Linked DNA regions of Zea mays: region 2 is linked to region 1. A link is a contact called in public Hi-C data. All regions are on one chromosome and are shown on one strand. The core of a region is the stretch at or near the end of the contact, and the rest is flanking DNA. Distances in the headings are between cores, read along the strand shown. Region 1 holds the start of LOC100382496. Region 2 holds the start of LOC103638170 (putative acyl-activating enzyme 19).

The links. A called contact is a pair of places that touch in the nucleus more often than the background predicts.
Region 2: a contact with region 1 is called in a Hi-C map of endosperm, with 2.6 times the contacts expected there. The contact joins the promoter of LOC103638170 here to the promoter of LOC100382496 in region 1. A contact is called at or near these places in 6 of 25 Hi-C or Micro-C datasets (bundle sheath, ear, endosperm and 3 more).

The regions. Positions count from the first base shown.
Region 1 is chr9:27,841,604-27,847,072 of Zm-B73-REFERENCE-NAM-5.0, forward strand. LOC100382496 reads right to left here and starts at 2,172. Exons shown (of 1, transcript NM_001321462.1): 1 at 1,110-2,172. The coding sequence starts at 2,100. The coding sequence ends at 1,417. It overlaps LOC100194095, which reads left to right. Exons shown (of 3, transcript NM_001139149.1): 3 at 367-886. The coding sequence ends at 694.
Region 2 is chr9:28,488,017-28,493,485 of Zm-B73-REFERENCE-NAM-5.0, forward strand. It overlaps LOC103638170 (putative acyl-activating enzyme 19), which reads left to right and starts at 2,043. Exons shown (of 19, transcript XR_004852586.1): 1 at 2,043-2,366; 2 at 2,474-2,881; 3 at 3,311-3,504; 4 at 3,896-4,096; 5 at 4,462-5,172; 6 at 5,316-5,469. It overlaps LOC100383512, which reads right to left and starts at 1,843. Exons shown (of 8, transcript NM_001362088.1): 1 at 1,327-1,843; 2 at 1-1,202. The coding sequence starts at 1,824.

The sequences.
Region 1 (5,469 bases), core at 922-3,421:
AAAGATCACCACTTTGGATCCATACCATTACTATCTCACTTACATGTGGGTCCATATGAGTCAATGACATGTGGGGTCCATGGTATATATCTAAAGTTTGGATCTTTTAATGGTATAGATCCAATTGTTCCTTGTTATATTCCTTGGAAACTAGGAATATGAGTAAGTAGTCCACATGCTCGATCTGTATAATATTAGTTTTTTTTTATAGATCCCAAGCACATAGTGGTTGTAGTGAGATCCTGCCTCTTCCCAGGAGCATCTCGTTAACTTGTTGGTTTTTGTAACCTGTGATATATGTGCCTCTGCTAGTTAAGTAGTTAACCTGCAAATGTGCTAATCAAAGATATTGCAAAAAATCTGCAGGTGCACTTTCATAATCTCGTTCCTTCTCCTACTGACTGGGGCCGCCCTGAACGACCAGAGAGGCGAGGAGAACATGTACTTCGGTAGCTTCTGCTACGTGGTGAAGCCGGGGGTCTTCTCCGGGGGAGCGGTGCTGGCCCTCGCCAGCGTGGCGCTAGCCATAGTCTACTACGTCGCGCTGTCATCATCCAAGGGCCCTCCGCCGGCGTTCGCAGCCCCGCAGAACCAGGGCATCGCGATGGGCCAGCCCGTGATCATCCCGCAGCAGAGCAGCGAGCCGGTGTTCGTCCACGAGGACACGTACAATCGGCGGCAACAGGTCCCGTGACCTGACCACACAGAGGTCTATGGTTGGTTCGGTTGGTTGTGCTTGGTCTGTATAGGTTGCAGGTTAGAACAGTAGCCGTCGCCATTGCTGTTATAGCTAGATCCTGTTCTTTTTGTTTTTGTTCTACTTGTACCCTCGTGTTTGTCGAGCATGGAATGTTTGGTTCTGAATGAACTGGGTAATGTTGAAGAGAGCCTGCTTGTTTCGTGTTCTGTAAACGTGGGGGCTCGCCGGCATGAAGTGCTTCCCTTTCGTCGACCTCCGCAGCATTCGCTCACTAGATATCCTCGTGTCTGTTACAAAATATTGTATATTGTATATGTGACCAATCCAAAGGGTGCGACAGATTCTCCCTAAGGGACATACCCCTTGAGAGACACCCCTTCACATGTATATAATCAGGACTCTCCTGCAATAATAAAGGACAACTGTCATTTGCACTGTTCCTCTGTTCACTTGTTTTCCACTGAGTTACAACACGTTATCAGCACGAACTCTCTCCACTGAACGAGGAAAAGTCTTGCGTGTGCACCAGCGACGGCGGTTACCGGATCGTCTTCGGCAACAGTGAACATGACGATGTGCAGGCAGGCTGATGATGTGCAAGCACGGATGCAGTGGTTCATGGCGTTGGCCACGTGAACAACCAAAAAGTAAATCTCTATTATATTCAGGTTTGAGATTTACCTTTTGATCTAGCAAATTAAATATGCATGTTTGCTCTACCAACGTTGTGCCGCTACCCATCTCGGTATGCATTCCAGTGATTGGGATGTGTCGCTTCCGTTCGCACGTCCACGCATGGCAGCGACGGCGAGTCTGCGGCAACAGCGAAATGCACTCCGCGGGCCACGCATGCAGCAAACGCTATGCCGCTGGCGGGGCTGAGAAGCCCACCACCGTAATGGTGCAGTTGCACCGGACCATGCAATGGTGCGGTTGCAGGCTTGCAGCAGCGCTCGCATGCGTGTTCGGACCCGAGCGGCGTAGGAGGTTGGGCATTGGCTGGGGCTGTTGCGCCCGTACTGGGCCGTCACATGGTCGGAGCCCATGCTGGAGGAGGACGCCGGGGCCGCGCACCGGAGTGTGTTGTGGCCGGCAAAGCCAGCCTCGGAGCCGTGCCCGGCCGAAGCGCCAGCGTCGGGACGCCGAGCCACCAGGGGCCGCTCCCGCGCACCCGCACAGGGGCTGCGCGCAGCCACCGCCGGCTGTGCGCCCGTTGGGGAGCGCCTGCAGTGTGGCCGTCGTAGGGCGGCGTGCCCCGATGACGGGGCCACGACACCGGTGGCCACGCCCGCGTCCGCAGGGCTGCTAGGGCCAGGGTCGCCGTGCCCAGGCCGCACCATGGCCGCGCCCGCGCGTGCAATGCTGCTGGGGCCGGAGTCGCCGTGCCCAGGCCGCACCATGGCCGGATCCCGTGCCTGGCCGCATGCCGCGCCATCGGCAGTGGCCGCCGGGGCTTGGCCGGAGCAAACACCATGGCGGCGGCTGCAAGAAGGTAGGAGCGGTTAGGGTTTCCAATACCCTTAATACCGTGTCTGGCCGCCTGGCCATGCTTGGGCCGCACCAGGCCTCATGGGCTGGCCGCGCCTGGCCGCGTGGGTCGCGCCAGACCGCCTAGATGCTTGGACCGCTTGGGCCGTGCCTGGCTTGGCTGAGCCGCCCGGCCACATGTATGACTGGCTAAATTTACTCATTATTTTCTGCAAATTTAATTACAAGACTCTATGATGTATCACAGTTTCAATCAGTATTTAGTATCTAAATTTGAATATTTAGACTGCTGATGATATATATAATTGTGATAGTCATCTGTTTTTATTATAAAAAATGCAGACATGTTAGTGAATTATATTTTTATTTACATTTATAATTCACATAGTTTTGACTTGCTTTTGTTTTTGCATTCTTTTATGTTTGCATGGAAAACATAGCACATAATTAAGTCAAAACAATTGGTCCTCATGCAAAATGATATTGCATTTTTGGAAAAGCATAGGGTGATGGAGTCCTAAGCACTGGCTGCACTAAATTCTTTATAGAGTTTAGTAGCCCAGAGACCGTGCTTTAGGCCGCATTTGAAATGCCTATCACTATGAGGTCTACATCTTTCGAGATGATTACCTATATGTGCTATCCAAAAAGATCACGGACCACACAGGCGTCGCGGGCTATGGAGCCATGCTGGACGCTGCAGTCATGCTGACTGCTACAAGAATTCTTTTAATTAAGTTCTACTTAATTAAATGATGAATTCTTGCAAAATATGATACATATCTTGAACTTGGGATTATTCAACACATGATGGAGATCTAGGCTTTGGCTGCAATAAGTTCTTGGAATTTATTTGCCCTGAGACCAAGTTTTTAGACAGCAAATGGTTATTTGCCCATCAGTAAGAGGTCTACATCATATGTCGATGATGATTACCTATGTGTTCTCCCAAGTAGATATATTGGAGATGTGATGTTGGTTAATCACCTTTATGGTGATTTCCATTTTATTTTTGAAATTTTGGTCAAGCACAGGGTAGTGGAGTCCTAAGCATTGGCTGCGGTATGTTCCTTGAATATATCAGCCCAGAGACCATGTTTTCAGGCAGCAATAGTTTTGCCCACTACTGAGAGATCTACTCCATTGTTTCATTACATGGAGATTATCTACGTTGTGTACACCAATTTTCAAAAATCCTTTGGTACACTTTATGTGATACCTAGAGTTCTCCAGCATATAAAGATACGATATATTTTGCGACATATTACAACATCAGAAAATGGTTAAGCCATTTGGAGGATAATTATTTAATAGAGTTTGATGAACTCGCCTACTGGGCTTAATTATCCTCAGTGTTCATTGGATGTAAAGATCATTTTTCCATAATATGGGGATTCACTTCTTCACTTTGGAGGAAGTGTGATGCTCTCATTCTCTTATGGTTCTTATGAAAAGAACTAATGTGCTTTTGTGGCTTGATGTGCAAGCCCAAAATGAATAGCAAAGAAAATCATAAGACATGTGGACTTATGAGTATGTGTCTACATTATGTTGTAGACTAACACTTTGTATTCATATATTTTGCTTGAAAGCAAATATATAAGCACATTAAAAAGGGAAGGGCAATGAGTATGACAAACTCTTTTGTCATTACACTATACGTGGTATAGTGTTGTATGCCTAAGCATCTAATCTTGTATATGAAATACCAATAGATGCATACTACTCATGAAAGCTAAGATATGAAGTGTACTTCAATCTTCCATCTGACATGATAACAGTGGTTAGTTGTGTAATTCATGATTTGGACTAATCATGTAACAACACTTCTTTTTCTAAGAGAAGACCACCTTGTTAGATGATTCGCTTTTGAGTACTATATAAATGATGCATGAGATTTGGTATAATCTCATAATTGATGTTGTGATAGGTTCAACTCATGCGATGTGAGTTGAACACACTCATGTGATTTGAATGTAAAAACTCATATGAATTTGAGTTAAACAAACTCATCGATTGGAGTTGATCACTCATGTGATTTGAGTTGAACAAACTCATCGATTAGAGTTGAACCAACTCATCAAGGGAGTTGAAGACTCATTGATTTGAGTTGTGCAAACTTGTACAGGGATTCTTCCAATCGAGGAAGAAAAATGCAATGTGGAGAATTGAGCCACAAACTCTATAAGTGGGGAAACAAAATATTCTCATATTCCTTTGGAAAGAGGAAAGAATATTTTAACAATCGCTTCACGCGATATCATGGTATGTTATTATCATATCCCCTTTGGTATTGGAAGTATCAATGATGTGTTGATATATCCCAATTGTTATCTTACCATATTATAGAGATATCCATATAATTTCTATCGTGTGGAAACACAAGGTGATAGTGATGGATATTGCATATGTTTCTCAGAAACATTTCTTATGGACTGTATTCTACATACATCCTCCCATACAAAGTGTTGCATATGTTATAACTTTTCAAGTGATGATACTTACCATGCTGGGTAAGATTGAATTGGTCATCCCATTGTTGGAATGAAATGAAAAGTTATGAACAATTCTATTGGTCATGTTTTTCCCATAAGATGGATACTTGATGAGTATCATTGGGAATGAGATTTTAAGTCCCTCTTATCTTAAAATCTGATCTAAATTGGTTAAGTTCTTTGAATTGTTTCAAAGGAACGAGTGTGGTCCATTACATAGATGATATGGACATTGAAGGCTTTATATGGTTATTTGGTGCATCTATATGATGACTTGAAGTGTGTCCTTCGGACAACACATGACCATTAAGTAATAATGTCTCAAGCTTGAGCACATTAGCCCCCACACTACTGAATTTACCAAATGTGCTTACAATGATGATTGTTTGTCTTGGTATTCAGAATGATATCCATAAAGGATATGATGAATCTGTGATAGATTCGAAAAATTTCAGATCATTAATGACCATCAACAATGAATTGTCATTTCCAACTGGTTATGGTTGGAGTCAGGAATTTTGCACGCTCCTGACTTGTGATTAACTGCATGTACTGTATGTACAAGTTCCCCTATGGTTTTAGTACGTGGGAATCCAAGAAAGATTTCCCATGCGTACATTGGGTATGTTCCCAATCTCACCACCGCAGCGTACATATATGGGCACACAGAAAACTGGGGATCTATGTGAGAATTCATTCTCCGTCGATCATTAAGTTTTAGAATCTCTTCATGAGAATCTATTTATGGCCCGTACGCTTGCTTGAATCATGAGCTTTTCCAGGCAT
Region 2 (5,469 bases), core at 793-3,292, 650 kb after region 1:
ACAAGCAAAAGCAGCGTTGGAACCTTCACGGGTTTCCTGTTCCTCTGAATATCTTCGAGTAACTTCTCTGCGTCCTCAACCATACCGCTTTTGCAGTAAAACTCCATCACTGTCGTAGAGAGGTTCTCGTCAAGCTGGAAACCATCTTCCCTCAGCAGCACCGAAACCAGTGCCCTGGCCTTGTCTAGACGTCCCAGCCTCATGTACAGCCTGAGCATGTCGTTACAGCAGAACGCGTCAGGGAGGCCGTGCTGGGACTGGGAGAGAGCTCTGAAGGTGTCTTCTGCGGCGACTACGTCTTCCTTTGCGACGTGACATCTGAGAAGAGCGCTGTAAGAGAAGCGCGAAGGCTTCACGCCTCTCGTCTTCATAGATTCTAACACCTCCAGTGCTCTGTCACAGTCTCCAGCGTTCAGGTGGACCTGAGCCATTGCCACGTAAGTCTGCTCGTCGTTCAGAAGACCTGCCTTCTCGATCTCGCCAAACGTCTGACGTGCCTCCTCGTAAAGCCCGAGTTTCCCGTATATCCTGATAAGAATCCCGTAGATGACCTCGTCAGGAATGACCTTGCTGCTTTCCATGTCAGAGAAGAGAGCAAGAGCCTTTGGGTAGTCTTCGTTCTTGCAGTGCAGTGCCAAGAGAGACGCACAGGTGTAGTTGCTGGGGGCGATTCCCTGGCCCTTCATCTCTTCGAAGAGCCGCAACGCCTGTTCTCCTTTGCCATGTCTGGAGCTCGCACTGATCAACAGGCTGTAAGTCGCCTCTTCCGGAACGAACCTACGCCGCCGCATCTCACCGAACAAATCGACGGCCTCCTCCAGGAGATCTTCCTTCACAAGGGAGCCGATGACGACTGTGTAGGTGAATTGGTTAGGCGGCGCGCCAGCTTCCAGCATCTGCTTCCACACATGGATGACCTTGCCGTGCAGCTTCTGCTTCTGCAGAGACGAGATCATGTAGTTGTAGACAGAGATCGGAGGGACTAGGCCCCGCCCGCGCACCGCCGAGTAGAACAGCATCATGTCCTCGTGCCGCCCCCACCTAGCGTACGCGCACAGGAGGGTCCCGCACGCCACGGCGTCAGGCTCGCAGCCAACCTGGAGCATCTCAAGAAACGTCTCTTCGGCAAGCTTCACCTTCCCGACCCTGCCATACAACCGCAGCAGAACGGTGTAGGCGACGACGCTTGGTTCGTAGCACAGCTGCAGGGATCGATCAGCACCGGAGCGAGCCGTTAGAAAGCAGCAAGCTTAATTTGCAAGGATCGATGTAATTAAGTTGGTGGCGGCAGCGTGTGTGGTGTCAGTGTCACTGTCACCCACCCACCTGGAGCTTCATCCAAGCGAAGAAGTCGCGCGCCTGACGCCAGCCGCGCTGCTCGCGGAGCACGACGCACATCTCGCGGAAGGTGAGCCTGGTAACAAACGACGCCATGGCCTGGCGCATGTCCGCGGACGGGCGCGACGCCGTGGCCCGCACCGCGCGGACGGCGGCGACCACGTGCCGCCCGTACACGTGCCCCGCGCGGTCGTCCTCGATGTACCGGGCCATCTGATCCGTGGTGCGCCGCACCCACCGCGGCGTGTCGGCGCCCGGGCCCTGGCTCCGCCGCGCGCGCCGGAGCCGCTGCGCCTCGTCGCGGAGGAGGCGCCGGTACGGCTGCCGGCGCCGCGGCGAGGACAGCGACCAGGAGGAGGACGGGTCGCCGTCCTTGTCGTCGTAACAGGAAGCGGAGGAGCAGCAGGGCATGGATACGGCGGCGGACGTGGCCGCTGCGGCCCCCACTGGAGTGTGATGACTGTGAGGAGCGGCAGCCATTGCCATGGGCGCGGGAAGGGAAGCGAGATAAGGTTTGGTTAGATTATCTCTTTTCCCCACTCCTTTTCTTACCACGAACGGCGTGGCGTGTCGTGGAAGCACGGCTGTCTGTATAACGAAATGACAATACATTATACATGTCATCTTTTAAAAGAAAAAACAAACAAACAAACAAACAAACCAACAACGTTTAGAAAATCAATATTTTCCCTTTGTATATTACTTTGTCCTTCTTATATAGCCACAAGTGAGGGGATCCCAAAAGTGAGTTGAACTGTTTCGAATCGCCGGCTCCCCAACCCAATCCTCCAGCTGCGGAATGGCGGCGGCGGAGCCGTGCTGCATCTCGCACGCGTTCGAGCGCGCCACTCGCCAGGAACCCGGCCGCCTCGCCGTCATCCACGCAGCGGCCTCGGGCGCCGACAGCGAGGAGCGCCGCTTCACTTGCGGCGACCTCCTCGCCGCCGTCGGCTCCCTCTCCCGCCGCATCGCCGCCGCGCTCGGCAGCACCGCCACCGATACCCGCCGCGACCGCGAGCAAGGCTCAGGTGCGTCAACGCCAATCAACCGCTCGGCTGTTCGCGCTTGCTTGCCCCCCCTCCCCTGTCGTAGTCTCGTGTCTGACTGACGGAGACTAATTCGGAACCGACGCAAGGGTTTCGGGCCGCCGGCGCCGTAGTGCCGAGGGTTGTCGGGGTATACGCCTCGCCATCGTTGGAGTACGTCGCCGCCGTCCTCGCGGTGCTCAGGTGCGGCGCGGCGTTCCTCCCGCTCGACCCGTCGTGGCCGGAGGAGAGGGTCTCGTGGGCTATCTCGGCGTCCAACGCGGCGCTCGTCGTGTCTTCAGTTGGGTCGCGAGGAGCCACGCTGTTTGAGAGCAGCGCCTGCCCTGTTCTGCGCTTTTATGGTGGCATCCGGCGGCGATTTCGGGATGGAAATGGCGGGGATGACGGGGAGGAGCTTGTCTGGCCGTGCGAGCACGAGTGGCACCGCAAGTTCTGCTACGTGATGTTCACCTCTGGTTCTACCGGAAAACCGAAGGGTGTTTGCGGCACTGAGAAAGGTAAGCCGTGCTCTTGTTGGGGCCTGGTTGCTTGAGATAGGCAGAGTGTATAATCTCGTGCAGATATTGAGATGCCTTACCCCTTTCTCATTGTTGTGACTTTGGCATCGTGAATTAGTAGGTCCCACTATGTTTCTAATTGTTAGGTGTCAAACCTTGAAAACATAAATGTACTATTTGTTTAGTCATGATTGTCTTATGGTAACAATGTCTTGTTCAGTCAATTAACTAAAAGTTCTAGTGTATTGTCTTGTTGGACCAGGTACATATATGCATACCAGAAACTTATAGCATAGAATATTTGTGACCAACGGTGAAATTGTATGTCCCAGAGCATAGGGTTTATTTGTTTGCGATGGCATGGCTACTTGGCTAGGTTTGAGTTGAGCAGCCACCTTATGAAGACTTTTTTTTTGACACCATGCCTAGGTCTTCTGAATCGTTTTTTGTGGATGCAAAGAAGGAATCCTCTGTGTTCAGATGATGTTTTGTTGTTTAAGACATCTGTCAGCTTTGTTGACCATCTACAGGAGTTCCTTTCTGCGGTCTTGACTTGCTCAACACTTGTCATTCCTCCCAGTGAGTGGAGAGCTAATCCAGCATCCTTGGCCAACTTAATTAAGGTTACATGGCTCTTTATCCTAATGAGACGCTTATATGATTTCTTATGAAAATATTAGGGAACAAAAAGAAACTACTGAGTTCTGTGCCAGTTAGGTTTATTACAAAATGTTTCACGCAATGCTTAGCATACATGCTTGTCTTTGAGACTGACACATATAGAAGGATAGTCTTTGACATGAACTTTGCTAATATAGCTGCCTTTGAGATTTGGAATTTTCATTTAGTGCTCTAAACTAAGATGTGACGATATCACGATACACATTCTTGTAACATGTTTGTTGACTAGGTTGGTACAAAGAATAATGACTGTTTATTTTAATGCTAACTAGCTCCTTTATTCATTTTGGCATCATATTGACATTGTATTCATACCTTATTCATTCATCTTAGGTTTATCGGATATCAAGGATGACATTGGTTCCATCACTTATGGAGATAATACTACCTACCCTGGCGGAAAAACTTTCTGATGGCTGTAACCCACTTAAGATCCTAATATTTAGTGGGGAAGTTCTGTCTGTATCGCTGTGGAAGAGAGTCTATGAATTTCTGCCAGAGGCTACTATCATAAATCTGTATGGAACAACAGAGGTGATTATGCTTAATATCACTACTAATGAAATAGATTTTTGCAGTATCATCTTGTTAGGCTTATGACCAGGAGTGCTTTGGTAATTTGTTTGTTTTACAACATTCATTAACCATTAAATCCCCCTACATTTACAAAGCTGTGGGATTTTGGACAAGATACTTCCAATTCCAAGTAGACTTAGTCTGATATGAGAACATGTCTAGATTGACCAAGTCAATCGGTAATAATTTTTTTTATTAAAAACACTAGTATCTATATTTCATGAAATTTATTTTCATAGTTCTATTAGAGTACATGTTCTCTGTATCATACCATCATATTGCATGAGCAATTTTAAGATTTTGCAGATTCACTTCTATTTCAGGTTTCCGGTGACTGTGCATTCTTTGATTGCAAAAAATTGCCTACAATTTTGGAGCAAGAAGAACTAAACAGTGTACCAATTGGGTTTCCTATTTCAAATTGTGAGGTTTCTCTTGTCACCAATGATGGACTATCAGATGAAGGTGAAATCTCTGTCAGTGGAGCATGCTTGTTTACTGGATATTTAGCTGATCCCATGACAAGTAACTGCCCTGAAGGCAGTGAAGTTTTAGCATACTACAGAACAGGTGACTTTGCCCGGCGCCTAAAGACAGGCGAACTTATTTTCCTTGGAAGAAAGGACCGAATTGTTAAAATTTATGGGCACCGTTTCTCACTTGAGGAGGTAGAATCCACATTGAGGGATCATCCTGATGTCAGTGACGCTGCTGTTACTTTTCAAAGTAATGGATCTCTGGATTTTAAGGCATACTTGGTGCTGAGGAGTAATAATAAATTTCTTAAATGTACTCAGGGTTATAGTGGATTACATTCTTCCCGAGATATCATTGCACCACTTCGAAACTGGCTCATCATGAAGTTTCCACTAGCTATGGTCCCAAGGCTTTTTATCCCCATGAAATCATTACCTTTGACTTTGTCAGGAAAGATTGACTATGTCAAGTTATCTAGCTTGGTTTGTGCATTTGAGCCTTGTGAAATTCATCCAGAAAGCAGTCCAGCTGATCCTCATATGCAAGTTATCAAAAAGGTATGTACTTATCCTTGATTACTATTTTATTATTACCCTCTCTCCTGAGGAACCTATTTAATTCTGCTGTTTAGTTCCAGTTAATTGTTTTTGTGCATATTGTTTGTTAATGAGTTAGTGATATTATTCTTATTCTGAAATAGGCATTTTCTGATGCCCTACTGGTTCATGAAGTGTCTGAGTATGATGATTTCTTCTCCTTGGGTGGTAACTCAATTACTGCAGCACATGTGGCCCACAAATTGGAGATTGACATGAGATTACTTTATATTTATACCACCCCTTCTAAACTTTTTC